2 separate regions of the Xenopus laevis genome follow, and region 1 is linked to region 2. A link is a contact called in public Hi-C data. All regions are on one chromosome and are shown on one strand. Each heading gives the region's core, a stretch centred on a gene start, on an enhancer-like site or on the middle of the called end of the contact. The rest is flanking DNA. Distances are from core to core; before and after follow the strand shown.

Region 1 (5,737 bases), core at 650-3,149, 45 kb before region 2:
CCCCCAGCTGCTGATTGGTGCTTATGAGTGCAGAGCAGTAGGAAAGAGAATGCCATGACTTCATAGGTTTATGTGACATCATAATGTGGGTGGGGAGAGTGTGACCTCACATCTTTGTTCCATCTCATCACCATGAAGCTACCTATTGCCTGGGGTGGGGGGAGCAACTGTTCAGCACCCCTCAATTGCTCTATGTTACTGGGGAAGGGGTCACTGATTTGGTCACAACTATATGAGAAATCACTTACTGTAATAAACATCTCATTTGCATTTTATACTTGATATCAGTAGTAGAGTTTGTACTGGGGGAGGCCATTGCTGGGATTAGCCAATGAGATTCTCTCTTTAATGCACCGTATCAAGCTATAATGCCCCAGCCATTTCATCACTACAACTCCCCCCATGGATACATGTTTTGGGGCCCTAGTTTGTCCCCAAGTTAGTTGAATGGGGATATTTACCCTTCCCCAAAGTATGTGTGAACATTAAAGGAGAAGGAAACCCTGTGAGAGTGGGGGTTCTATGGAAATGAAACCTAAATGTATTATCATTCTGTTACATATGCCCCCCAAAAACTTCCATACTGATTTGCACCCCCTTTTCTGTTGGGCCCTGAAATACTTAAAGAGTTTTATTTACAGGTGTAACTTCAATTTGGCTTAAAAAGGCAAATACCAACTAGAGGGTGGAACATGGGCTACACTGGACTCCTTATACACATGATGGGCTTTCTCTAGATGGAAAGATCATGTGAGGGTATTGTTGAACTACACCTCAGTACTGTCAACAGTATAAGCTAATAGAAAGTGGACCCCAGGAGTTCTTTGCCACAGGGTTGGGAATACTCACAATACACAAAATAGTTGAATAATGACAGGTACAATGAAAGATGTAGGAGACACAACATAAATGGCACAGCTGAAGGAATAGCACGGGGAGTTGAAGTTACACCTTCCAGGGTGTCAGTACCTCATGAAGGCCGGACCTTACAACAGATGTGGAACAGGGACAGAACAATAACCTGATTCCCCTGTCAGTACTGTGGTCCCTTCACTACATGCAGCAGAGCCTGGTGGAGCTGAAAGCTGCTCTTACTAACTAATACTCACTGACTCCCTCTCTCTAGATTGTGCTATAACAGTGACTGTCCTGCACACTAGCTTCATCTCACTCATGGGGTACTTGTACACCGACTTCTCTAAAGGAGTTGTTCCTTTAGGGACTAATACTTCTGGGCCCTTGTTGACTCTATGTCTCAATGGAACCTCCACCCAGATCAACTGGAGGAGCTCCCCCTGCAAAGTTCTATGTTACACTGGTGCAAGATATGGGCATCAACCTGAGCCAATGAACTGGGGATGTAAATAAGAACTAATTAGTTACACAGGGTTTAACCCAGCGGAAATGAGGCACTGGTAGAGAAGGAAGCCATAGGGGCCATTAACAATGGTAAGTACAGCTATACAGCATATTATATGTTTATAATACACAAAAGCCATGAATATCTTGTAAATTATATCCTTATAAACGGTGAGTAGTGATGTCATCAGTTATAAACGGTGAGTAGTGATGTAATTTCTGTCACACGACTCACTAAAATTTGTGTATTATAATTAATAAAGTACCCCCAGTTGTAAAATATGAGGATATTATAAGTTACCTCGGAGTTCCATGACCTGTATAAAAACACTATATATATATATATATATAAATCTGTGTGTCTCTCTCTTCTCCTGGGTTGCACCATTGTGTTTATCACTGTTGCAACTTCCTCCATTGTGCTGGCTCAGCTTCCCCCCAAAATCACCTGCTCCTCCCACAAACTGCTAACCTTGCACATTGTGCATGGGGGTTGCAGGGGGGGTGTATTTCAGAAGAAGCAGGGGGGGGGTATTTCAGCAGAAGCAGAGGGAAGTGAGAGTCACAAACATTGGCGTCACTCAGGGGAGAAGGAACTGTTGCACTATGGCAGCTCCGTTCTCACTGCTCTGGCTGTTGGCTGTGGGGGGGTACGTGTCCCTGCTGCTCTCAGGTGAGATTTTATAAGGAATTGGGGGCAAAGACATTGAGTGAAACTAATGTATGGCATGAGTGTGGCATTTGTAGTGCTCTGGGCCACGAGGAAGAGGATGGGCAGAGCCAGGTTATTATTCTGTTGCTTTATTTCCTCCAGTGTCTGAGGGAGTCGTGTGTTACAGTGACTTTGACGAGAGGTCAGGGGGCTGCACTCAGTACCTCGGGGAAGGGGTGAGCGAGGGCGACTGCTGCCTGAATATCAAGTACAGCTTCAAGCGGGACCCCGGGGCCCCCTGCGAGTCCTGCCGGTGAGAGAGGGGCATTCTGGGAGTTCTGTATGTTTCCCTGTGCAGGAGGCAGCAATCTGTATGGCAACCCCACCTTGTCTCTCCTTCCCTTTCAGTGCCGCTACATGGAGTGTCTGGAGTGAGTGGGGCCCCTGCAGCGTCTCCTGCTTGGAAGGGGTTGAGAGTCGGAGCCGGTTCTGTACCAGACAGGAGGGGTGCAAAGGAGAAAGGATCCAAATGAGGGCCTGCTCCTATCAGGACTGCTGCCCCCGTAAGTATTACCCCACATGCCCTCATCTTCTGTGTTTATTTGCCCTTTAACTCATTTAGCCACAATTACCCCATAAACCCCTTGGTACCTGGTACATTGTACCCCAAGTTGGCAAGCAGAAGTCCCCATATGCCAAGGTGATGACACAGAGCAAGATGGCAGCCATGATACCCCAAGATGGCTGGGAATTGTGGGCTCCTTGCAGTCAGTTTTGGGGTGACTCTTTTGTAACAGCTGTTGCTTCTCTTTAGAGAGTGGACGTTGGGGGGAATGGTCTCTATGGTCTCCGTGTTCCGTAACATGCGCAAGAGGAAGACGACAGAGAATGCGACAGTGCAATAACCCTGCACCCCTTTGCGGGGGATCCTGTGCTGGGAGTTCTGCAGACTTAGATGACTGTGACACCCAGCAAGTTTGCCCCAGTAAGTGGGTTCAGGGGTGTGAGGGGCAGGGCACAGGCCCCCAGAGGGGGGAGGGGTAAAATGCCATAGACAAATCCTTTGTATTGGACCTATGGGGGGGGCTGTAGGAACTTTGTGCTGTAGGAAATGCTTTGAATCTCAGACATCTGAATGATGCCCCTGCTCTAGTACTTACCCAGGTACTGACCTCTAACTCTCTCTACTTCCTGTTCTGGGGCTGCTCTCTTTCCATGGTCAGATCCATTCCTCTGAATCTCTTTCCCCCATGATTTACCCACTTCTAAATCTCTCTAACTCCTGCTCCTGGGTTGCTCTCTTTCCCATGACCATGGAGAAACCTCGCCCTGGAAAAGTCACCCCGGTACTGACCCAGTTATTTACTTCCTGCTGTTGGGCTGCTCTCTTTCCCATGGTCCATATAACATTCTTACAAGCAGAGGATGGCTTGGCTGAGCCCACAAATTTGACACTAATGTTCTTTCCAGCACATGGAGCCTGGGGAAGTTGGGGTCCTTGGAATGACTGTTCAGCAAGCTGTATAAAGGAAGATTCCAGAAATGTTCCTGTTCAGTCTCGACTGCGAATCTGTAACAAGCCAACCCCTTCCAGTGACCCCCCAGGAAGGCTGTGCGAGGGGACATCAGAGGAAAGGAGGGACTGCAACTCTCTGCCGACCTGCCCAGGTGGGATGTGGGTTTAAGAGGGAGGTGAACTGCACAAACCTACTGCTCATAATGAGATATCAGGGGTCTGAGTATCACTCATGTATTTTAAGGGATAATGTACCCCCTACTGTAAATGATAAGGATATTAGAAGTCACTGAGGGGTTGTTCTGTGACCATATAAAGGCACAAGGCTGCAGGCTGAGTTATACAGGGAACTCTGAGTATCACTCATGTATTATAAGGGATAATGTACCCCCTACTGTAAATTATAAGGATATTAGAAGTCACTGAGGGGTTGTTCTGTGACCATATAAAGACACAAGGCTGCAGGCTGAGTTATACAGGGAACTCTGAGTATCACTCATGTATTATAAGGGATAATGTACCCCCTACTGTAAATGATAAGGATATTAGAAGTCACTGAGGGGTTGTTCTGTGACCATATAAAGACACAAGGCTGCAGGCTGAGTTATACAGGGAACTCTCAGTATCACTCATGTATTATAAGGGATAATGTACCCCCTACTGTAAATGATAAGGATATTAGAAGTCACTGAGGGGTTGTTCTGTGACCATATAAAGGCACAAGGCTGCAGGCTGAGTTATACAGGGAACTCTGAGTATCACTCATGTATTATAAGGGATAATGTACCCCCTACTGTAAATGATAAGGATTTTAGAAGTCACTGAGGGGCTCATTTATTATAAGGGATAATGTACCCCCTACTGTAAATGACAAAAGAGAAATGTGTTGGTGAATAGAGAGGTGAGTAATGGTGTATTATCTGTCCCTGGCAGTACCTGGCAGTTGGGGTGCTTGGCAGTTGCCATCTCCATGCTCAGTTACCTGTGGGATTGGACTGGTGACAGAGGAGAGGGTCTGTGATAACCCGGCCCCCCGCCATGGGGGAAGATATTGTGAAGGAGCAGCGCGACGGGACACTATGTGCAAAATAGGAATTCCGTGCCCAGGTAGGTGTCAGCTGTACATGGGGGGTACACGTAGGATTTGTGTCATTCTGGGGTGTGGGGAGTCAGATTGGAAATAGGGTTGTGCAGCAGAAATGAACAATAAGGGCCAGAAAACACTCTCCTGTGCATTCCAGATGGTATCCAGGCATGAAAGCCATAGCAACATATGGCTCTTAATCACTGAACTGTAGAGAAAGACTAGAATTTGCAACACTGCTGACTGGAGAGACCTCAGCAAGCGACCACTTACCCTTTTCTTTTCCCAGTTAATGGAGTTTGGTCGGAGTGGTCTGAGTGGTCCGACTGCCTCCTTCTTGATACCAGAATCAAGTGTGATAACAAGGTGGGAGCTCAGAACCGCAAGCGCAGGTGCGAGGGGTCGGCGCATGGAGGGGACGACTGTGGCAGTAAATACAAGGAGAACCGATACTGCTACAACTTTAAGAGATGTCGCTGTGAGTACTTTCTCTCCTCATATGGTCCCCCTGGGGTAATACTGTGATAAGGGAACACTTCCTGGGTGTATAGGATCCTCCCCCTGGGCTAATACTCTGATGGGGAAATACTTCCTGTGTGTATAGGTTCCACCCCCTGGGGTAATACTGTGATAAGGGAACACTTCCTGGGTGTATAGGATCCTCCCCCTGGGCTAATACTCTGATGGGGAAATACTTCCTGTGTGTATAGGATGGGACAATACTATACACCCAGGCAGTATTATACACCTAGGCAGTATTTCCCCATCAGAGTATTACCCCAGGGGGAGGATCCTATACACCCAGGCAGTATTCCCCTATCACAGTATTATATAATTTTTTTCCCTGGCACTGCAATGCTGTGTTGGAATCTCTCCTGGCTCCTCCAGTGCCCAAGTATATGAGATGACTGGAGGACAGAATGAGATTGGCACATGGAACACATACTGGTACTGATTCTGGTACTGGCATTGATACTGGCACTGGTACTGATACTGATACTGGCACTGATACTGGCACTGATACTGGTACTGATACTGGTACTGATACTGGTACTAATACTTATACTGGTACTGATACTGATACTTATACTGGTACTGATAGTGGTACTGATACTGGTACTGGTAC
Region 2 (6,252 bases), core at 1,602-4,101:
TCTGCATGTTTTATGTTACTGTTTGTTACTCATCTTTCTTTTCAGCCTCTCTCCTTTTCATATCCCATTCTCTCTTTCAAACCACTTTCTGGTTGCTAGGATATTTTTGACCCTAGCAACCAGATAGCTGCTGAAAAAAAGCAAAATAAATAAAAAAACAACAAAAATAAACAAGAAGACCAACTGCAAATTGTCTGAACATACGACTCTCTACATCATACTATAAGTTAATGCAAAGCTGAAGAAGCCCTCTATGTGGGGTGGGGATATCAGTGTAGGGACCCATAGGGTTAATGTGCCCTATGGCTAGTTGTAATTTGTATAGTTGTGCTATTGGCCAAGAGGTGTTGTGACCACTTCCTGTCACACTTATAGTGAGTGACAAGGGGTGGAGCTTCCTCTTTGGCTTCTGGTTGCTTCCTGGAAACCTGGGTATTACAAGGCCTAGTAAAGCCATGTGCCCTAGAGGGACCAGTAACTAAGAGATAAGTTGGGGAGCAGGGACCATGTGATTGAGGCCAGCTAGAGGTAGGTTACTACCTGCAATAGGAGTCTGTAGGAGTGTAAGACAGGCAGGTTAAGTAGCAGCTAGGAGGGATACAAGGAGGTAGCTCTCCCCTCAGGCAAGACTGTAGTATAGTATATAGGGACACAGACTAATAGGGAATTAGGGCTAGTGACTGATCCAATGTGTGAGGATCCAGGTGAGGGTGCTGAGATCCTGAGGGTGTATCTATTCAGGTGTTGGAATCCAATGTAACACATACTCTATTCCTATGGCCGGACATTGACCCTTTTGGTCTAAAATAGGCCAAAAAGCCATTGCACCAGTAAGCACCATTATTCTCCCCGTCACACACAGGAGAACCTCCATTTCTGGGAACTGGAAGACCAACACTGGGTCGGCAATGCTGGAGCAGATTGCTGTGTCAGACAGGTGAGACTGCAGCTTGCTTTCATGTCTTTGCACTATTATGGGATGTCCAAGATGGAGACTGACTGTTGTTTTGGGGCAGTTGGATGACTATAATGCACCCTAACATCTTTCTCTATCAGGTACAAGCTGTGGGTTGACGCTTGTGCTGACATTTTTGGGGGCCTGGACATCTGCGCTGTAGAAGCACTTCATGGGAAGGATGGACGGGACCATATCATTGAGGTGGGGGCAGGCTGGGAGGCCTAAATATTAAACCAGAGGACTTGGACCCTTTTTCTCCTTATTTCCTCCATTGTGCCCCTTCTGTTCCTGTGCACCCCACCCATCTCTTCCTTTTTCAGTCCCAACCCTTCTGGTGACATACGCACCCCAACTTTTCCTTTCTTTGTCATCTGGTTATCTGCTCCTTCTCTGTCCCATCCTTCTGACAGATGTGTGTGGCCCTCCTCTTCCTCCATTAGAAGAAGCTTCTCTCTTCCAAATGAAGTGATCACCCCTTTCTGCTTATGCACCCCCATACTGACCCCAGCACCTGCTATGTGAGGGCCCCGTCTCCTGTTGCTGACCATAATATTGTGTGGCCCATTAGGTGGTTGGCTCCTCTATGCCTCTGATTGGAGACCAGCAGGAGGAGGACAAGCAGCTGATAGCAGACTTGGTTGTGTCCAGAATGTCCCAGAATGTGCAGTGCAGCCCATCCCTGAGTCGCCCTACACACGGCACCCAGCCTCAGGTAACGGGCGCAAAGGCTTCTCTCCTCTCTCACATCCAACTGCTGAGCCTTCCCTAAAATTCCCCTTTCTCTCTGCATCATTTCAGGCGCAGGTTGTTCACTCCAGATCCGCAACTCCCATTCAGCAGCAGCAGCAACAGCCTCAGAGACTCCCTCCTCAAGGTGAGGCCTGCTACAGGCATTGTGGGTATTACATACAGAAGGGACCCAGGTGTCCTTTGGCCATAAAATATAACAATTATATAGAGTACAAGTTTACAACAATCAGTCCAGCTGAAACTGAACCCTGTTCTGTATGGAACATAACAAAGCCCACTAGGAACCTCTGTTCTCAGGTACAGAGCTTTTATTCTCTGTGCTTCCTGCTCTTGGGCTGCTCTCTTTCCCATGGTCAGACAGGAACCTTCCCCCAGTACTTACCCAGGTACAGAGGTCTTATTCTCTGTAATTCCTGCTCTTGGGCTGCTCTCTTTCCCACGATCAGACAGGAACCTTCCCCCAGTACTTGCCCAGGTACAGAGCTCTGATAATCTATGCGTCCTGCTCTTGGGCTGCTCTCTTTCCCACGGTCAGACAGGAACCTTCCCCCAGTACTTGCCCAGGCACAGAGCTCTGATAATCTATGCTTCCTGCTCTTGGGCTGCTCTCTTTCCCACGGTCAGACAGGAACCTTCCCCCCAGTACTTGCCCAGGTACAGAGGTCTTATTCTCTGTAATTCCTGCTCTTGGGCTGCTCTCTTTCCCATGAGTTTTATACAGTAAGTACAAGTATTTATCCAAGACCTTTCTTTCTTTCTGTGCCTCTTTTCTTATAGGGGGTCCTCAAGCAACCCAAGGTCCATTGCGCCAGGGGCCACCCCCCCAGCAACGACCCCCACCACAGGGTCAACAGGTCCAGGGTCTAAGTCCTCAGCCTTCTGCACATCCACCAAATCTACCCAGTCCAGGAGCCCAGCAACGCCAAATCCCCCCTCAACAGCAGCCCCAGCAGGTCCGACCCCAGCAGCAGCCTTCACCCCGCCAGTCCCAGTCCCCTCAGAGGCAGTCAAGTCCACAAGGCCCCCAGTCACCTCAAAGGCAACAGCAAGGCCCACCTATGCCAACTGGCCCCAAGCCAATGGGAGTTCAACCTGGGCAGCCACGGCAGCCGGCTCCTCCAAGACAGCCAATCCCTGCAGGGCCCCAGCAGAAGCCGGCCCCTCCACTCAGCCAACAGCAGCAGCAGCCCCCACAACAGGGCACCCGCCAGCCAATGCAGCAGCCGCCACTTCAGCAGCGCCAGTCTGTTCCTGGAGCGCCGCAACAGCCGCCACCCCGACCAATGACTCAGCAGCCCCGGCCTAATCCCCAGGGCCCCGGCCAATCTTCCTCCCGTCCTGGAGGGCCACAAAAGCCTCAAGTGTCTCAGAAGCCGGGCGCCGAGCTGCCCCCACCCCAGCCGCAGCTGAAGTAAGAGCCCTCGCGGTTCTGGGTGGGCCACACAGGTTTCCGCTTCCTATACTACATTCTGCATCCCCGTTTGTTGCATGCCGCCTACAGCAGGTACATTGGCTGCATTTACTTTGTCTCTCCATCTGCCAAGACCATGGGGGTCCCTGGTGGTTATTAACATGTAGAATTATTATTGGCTGCTCCGGGCTGACCCATGCACACTCCCCCCACCATTGTCTTGGTTACGAGGGTGACAATTTAATTCCAGCTGCGAGTCTGACAATAATCTTTACTGTGAATGAAACGTGCAACAACAATAATAATAATAATGATCCTGCCTGATGATGCATGACTTTAACTCTTCATTATTTCTCTTCCCTCTCCCTTCTATGTTCCTCCTTTATCATCTCTTCTTCAATTAAACCGGTTTACCCCCTCACCCCCGTCTTGTTGGCATCTTCCACAATTCTGCTGCCATGTGGTTGGATTGTGCATGTCCTGCTCCATCTGCTGCGTCTCCCCCCCCCCTTGCACCCGCACACACACACACAACCTTCTCCTGCCTGTCTCTTTCTCTCTCTGAAACCTTCCCTGCCCGTCTCTCTGCTCCATCTCTGCTCCTCCTGCCCAAACATTCCACGGCTGTTGCCTTTTTACCCACTTACAACCCCAATTCCATCTTATGTCTTACCCCCCACTCCCCAATTCATTACCCTCCTCCAGTAAGTCCCAGTCCCTCACCAACTCCTTCACCCTTGCAGACACACCGGCTCCTCGCTCCAACCTTAGCCACGATGAAGCAAAAGCCGAAACGATACGCAACCTGAGGAAATCCTTTGCCAGTCTCTTCGCCGACTAAAGGGGGTCTCACCGGAGCCTCACTCGTACCCTATGCCCACCTCATCCCCATCATTAAGCCCCGTGGCTTTGTGTATAAACTGTTTCCCCCTGACATATATGCACGGCTTCTTGTGCTCCTGACAGTGCCAGGTAGATAATATGGAGGGAAGGGTGCCAGGAGATGTACACAATACAAGAGAGAGAGATATATCTATATAAAGAGGAATTATACATATTTCTAATATATTCTATGATGTAGCTTAGAGCAGGGACACAGGCACAAGGGATAGGAGATATATACAGTATATATATGGATATAGGAGATATATACAGTATATATATGGATATAGGAGATATATACAGTATATATATGGATATAGGAGATATATACAGTATATATATATATGGATATATGGAGGATACAGGTCCAGATGAACCTCCTTATTGAGCCGGACTGATGCTTGTACATTCCCCAGGTCAGTGGCGCATGAATAGAGATCCTAATTGTTACTCTTGTGCTCCAGTTGTGTGATTGTAGCTCAGTGTTATTAGTGGACTAGTTCAGTGTGTGCCTTTGTGAGTCTCATATTCCAGGCTGTCTCTTGATGGTTTTGTCTCTTGGTTTTGCCCCCATTGCCGTGCGTATTCCTTTGGCTTAGATTTTGCTGCATTCTCTCCCGCGGCTCAGCACCCTCATAGATTGTGTTGGCAGTCAAAGCTTGGGGTTCCCTTTCACCCCCTTATTTCCGGCAGCAGCGAGCCAGGCTAATGTTTCTGTAGTTAATGAACCTTGTGTTGCCATGGAAAATACTCTTGTGTGCCAGTAAATGTGCTGTGCGTGTGTGTAACCCCAGCTTGCCAGTGTGTGGTGTAGGTTGTTGGTGTGTGCCACCTGTTCTTCTCTAGGAAGTAGTAAACTGTTGTTCTGAGTATTGAGTTATTTATTTCACCCCCAGCTTCTGAAGGACATGGGGGAGACCGAAGTGTGTACACTGTTCGTAAATGCCTTTGTGTGAAAATGTGCACCCGCCGGGGTAACAACATGTTATTTGTCCAAAGAAATAAACATTCTGCCAATAAAACTGCCTGTCTTGCTAAATACCAGTGCCCATATGTAATTGTCAAGGACAAGTAAACCTGGAAATCATCCCAGGGGGAGTTCTTGCCTGACCATGGGAAAGAGAGCAGCCCACATTCTATATTTTAGACTCCACAAGAGCAGGTGCTTGAGGGCAAATGTGCTGATTGCTGTGTTTAACATGCACACGAGGGGGAGGCAATAGTGAGCTCCTGTGACAAGTGTATGTATGGGGGGGGCTCAATGCTTCTCTCACTTTATGATGGTGCTGGCCCATGATATGGACTCATCCAGCCCAATCTGTTCCACAGAAATCTTTCATTGGGCAGGAACTCAATTTGTCATCGGATCCTTGTAATAATCCCTGCTGCAGAATGTGCTACTGGGCAGCCAAGCCAGACAGACGTACAGGGAAAGCACTCACCTCTGTGTTTCTTAATCATAATCTCACACCCATGCTTATAAATAGTAGCTACCGCATCATTTGCCTGGAACCACACCCAGAACAGGTAAACAATTGCTTTTCCAAAAATAACTCCCAAGTGCCATTTTATACTCATTGCGGCTTCACTGAACAATAAGCACATTCGCCTGGCGGGGACATTACAGATAATCCCATTAACTGCTCACATGCAGTATACATTCTCAATGAGATATGTACACAATGGAAACAGAGAATCAGAACTCTGTACCTGTATTCTGTCACTTACCCACAGAGAGCTTCCTGTCTGACCATAGGGAAGAGAGCAGCCCAAGAGCAGGACGTACTGAAATGGAATCACATGATGAATGGCCTGTAGTTTAAACCAAAGTAAACCAAACTGAAAGCAATCGAACATGGGCATTAAAGGGTCAAGATACTCCTTGAGTACAACACTTTTTACCTATTCTTTAAATGACAAGTAAACTCTGTATTTGTTAATTTTGTGCACTAAACAGGGACAGTGAAGCTACTCCATGTCTGGTCCCTGCAAGGTAGTCACATTCCCAATGCACAGCTAATACCCCCCCATCTGTATCTGTAACAGTGACCTGACACAATGAATGGAGGGGTTGATTACACAGAGCTCAGTAGCTCCAGTTTACATTGGCTAATGTAAAAGAAAGGTGTATATAGGTGCGTCCTTCCCAGAAGCAACAGACTGCAGGATTACACCAAACATATCTTTATTTAAAATTATATATTACACTTCCTTATGTTCAAATGCAATTTCCCACTTATTTCCTTCACCG

The links. A called contact is a pair of places that touch in the nucleus more often than the background predicts.
Region 1: a contact with region 2 is called in a Hi-C map of the XL177 cell line, with 2.4 times the contacts expected there. The contact joins the promoter of LOC108698107 here to the enhancer-like site in region 2. A contact is called at or near these places in 2 of 4 Hi-C or Micro-C datasets (the XL177 cell line and the XTC cell line).

Annotation. Positions count from the first base shown.
Region 1 is chr8L:1,146,328-1,152,064 of Xenopus_laevis_v10.1, reverse strand. LOC108698107 (properdin) reads left to right here and starts at 1,899. Exons shown (of 8, transcript XM_018229358.2): 1 at 1,899-2,032; 2 at 2,174-2,324; 3 at 2,420-2,574; 4 at 2,826-2,996; 5 at 3,482-3,679; 6 at 4,901-5,089. The coding sequence starts at 1,966. cfp.L (complement factor properdin L homeolog) reads left to right here. Exons shown (of 9, transcript NM_001093566.1): 9 at 1-275.
Region 2 is chr8L:1,102,215-1,108,466 of Xenopus_laevis_v10.1, reverse strand. syn1.L (synapsin-1) reads left to right here. Exons shown (of 13, transcript XM_041572261.1): 8 at 863-937; 9 at 1,057-1,159; 10 at 1,527-1,670; 11 at 1,757-1,832; 12 at 2,486-3,154; 13 at 3,863-5,023. The coding sequence ends at 3,123. araf.L (A-Raf proto-oncogene, serine/threonine kinase L homeolog) reads right to left here. Exons shown (of 16, transcript NM_001089907.1): 16 at 6,170-6,252. Among protein-coding and RNA genes, the nearest start is that of timp-1.L, 13 kb to the left of the region's middle. Within about 2 kb of position 2,851, at least 1 of the 7 cell types and tissues checked has an H3K27ac peak or open chromatin away from gene starts, as enhancers often do.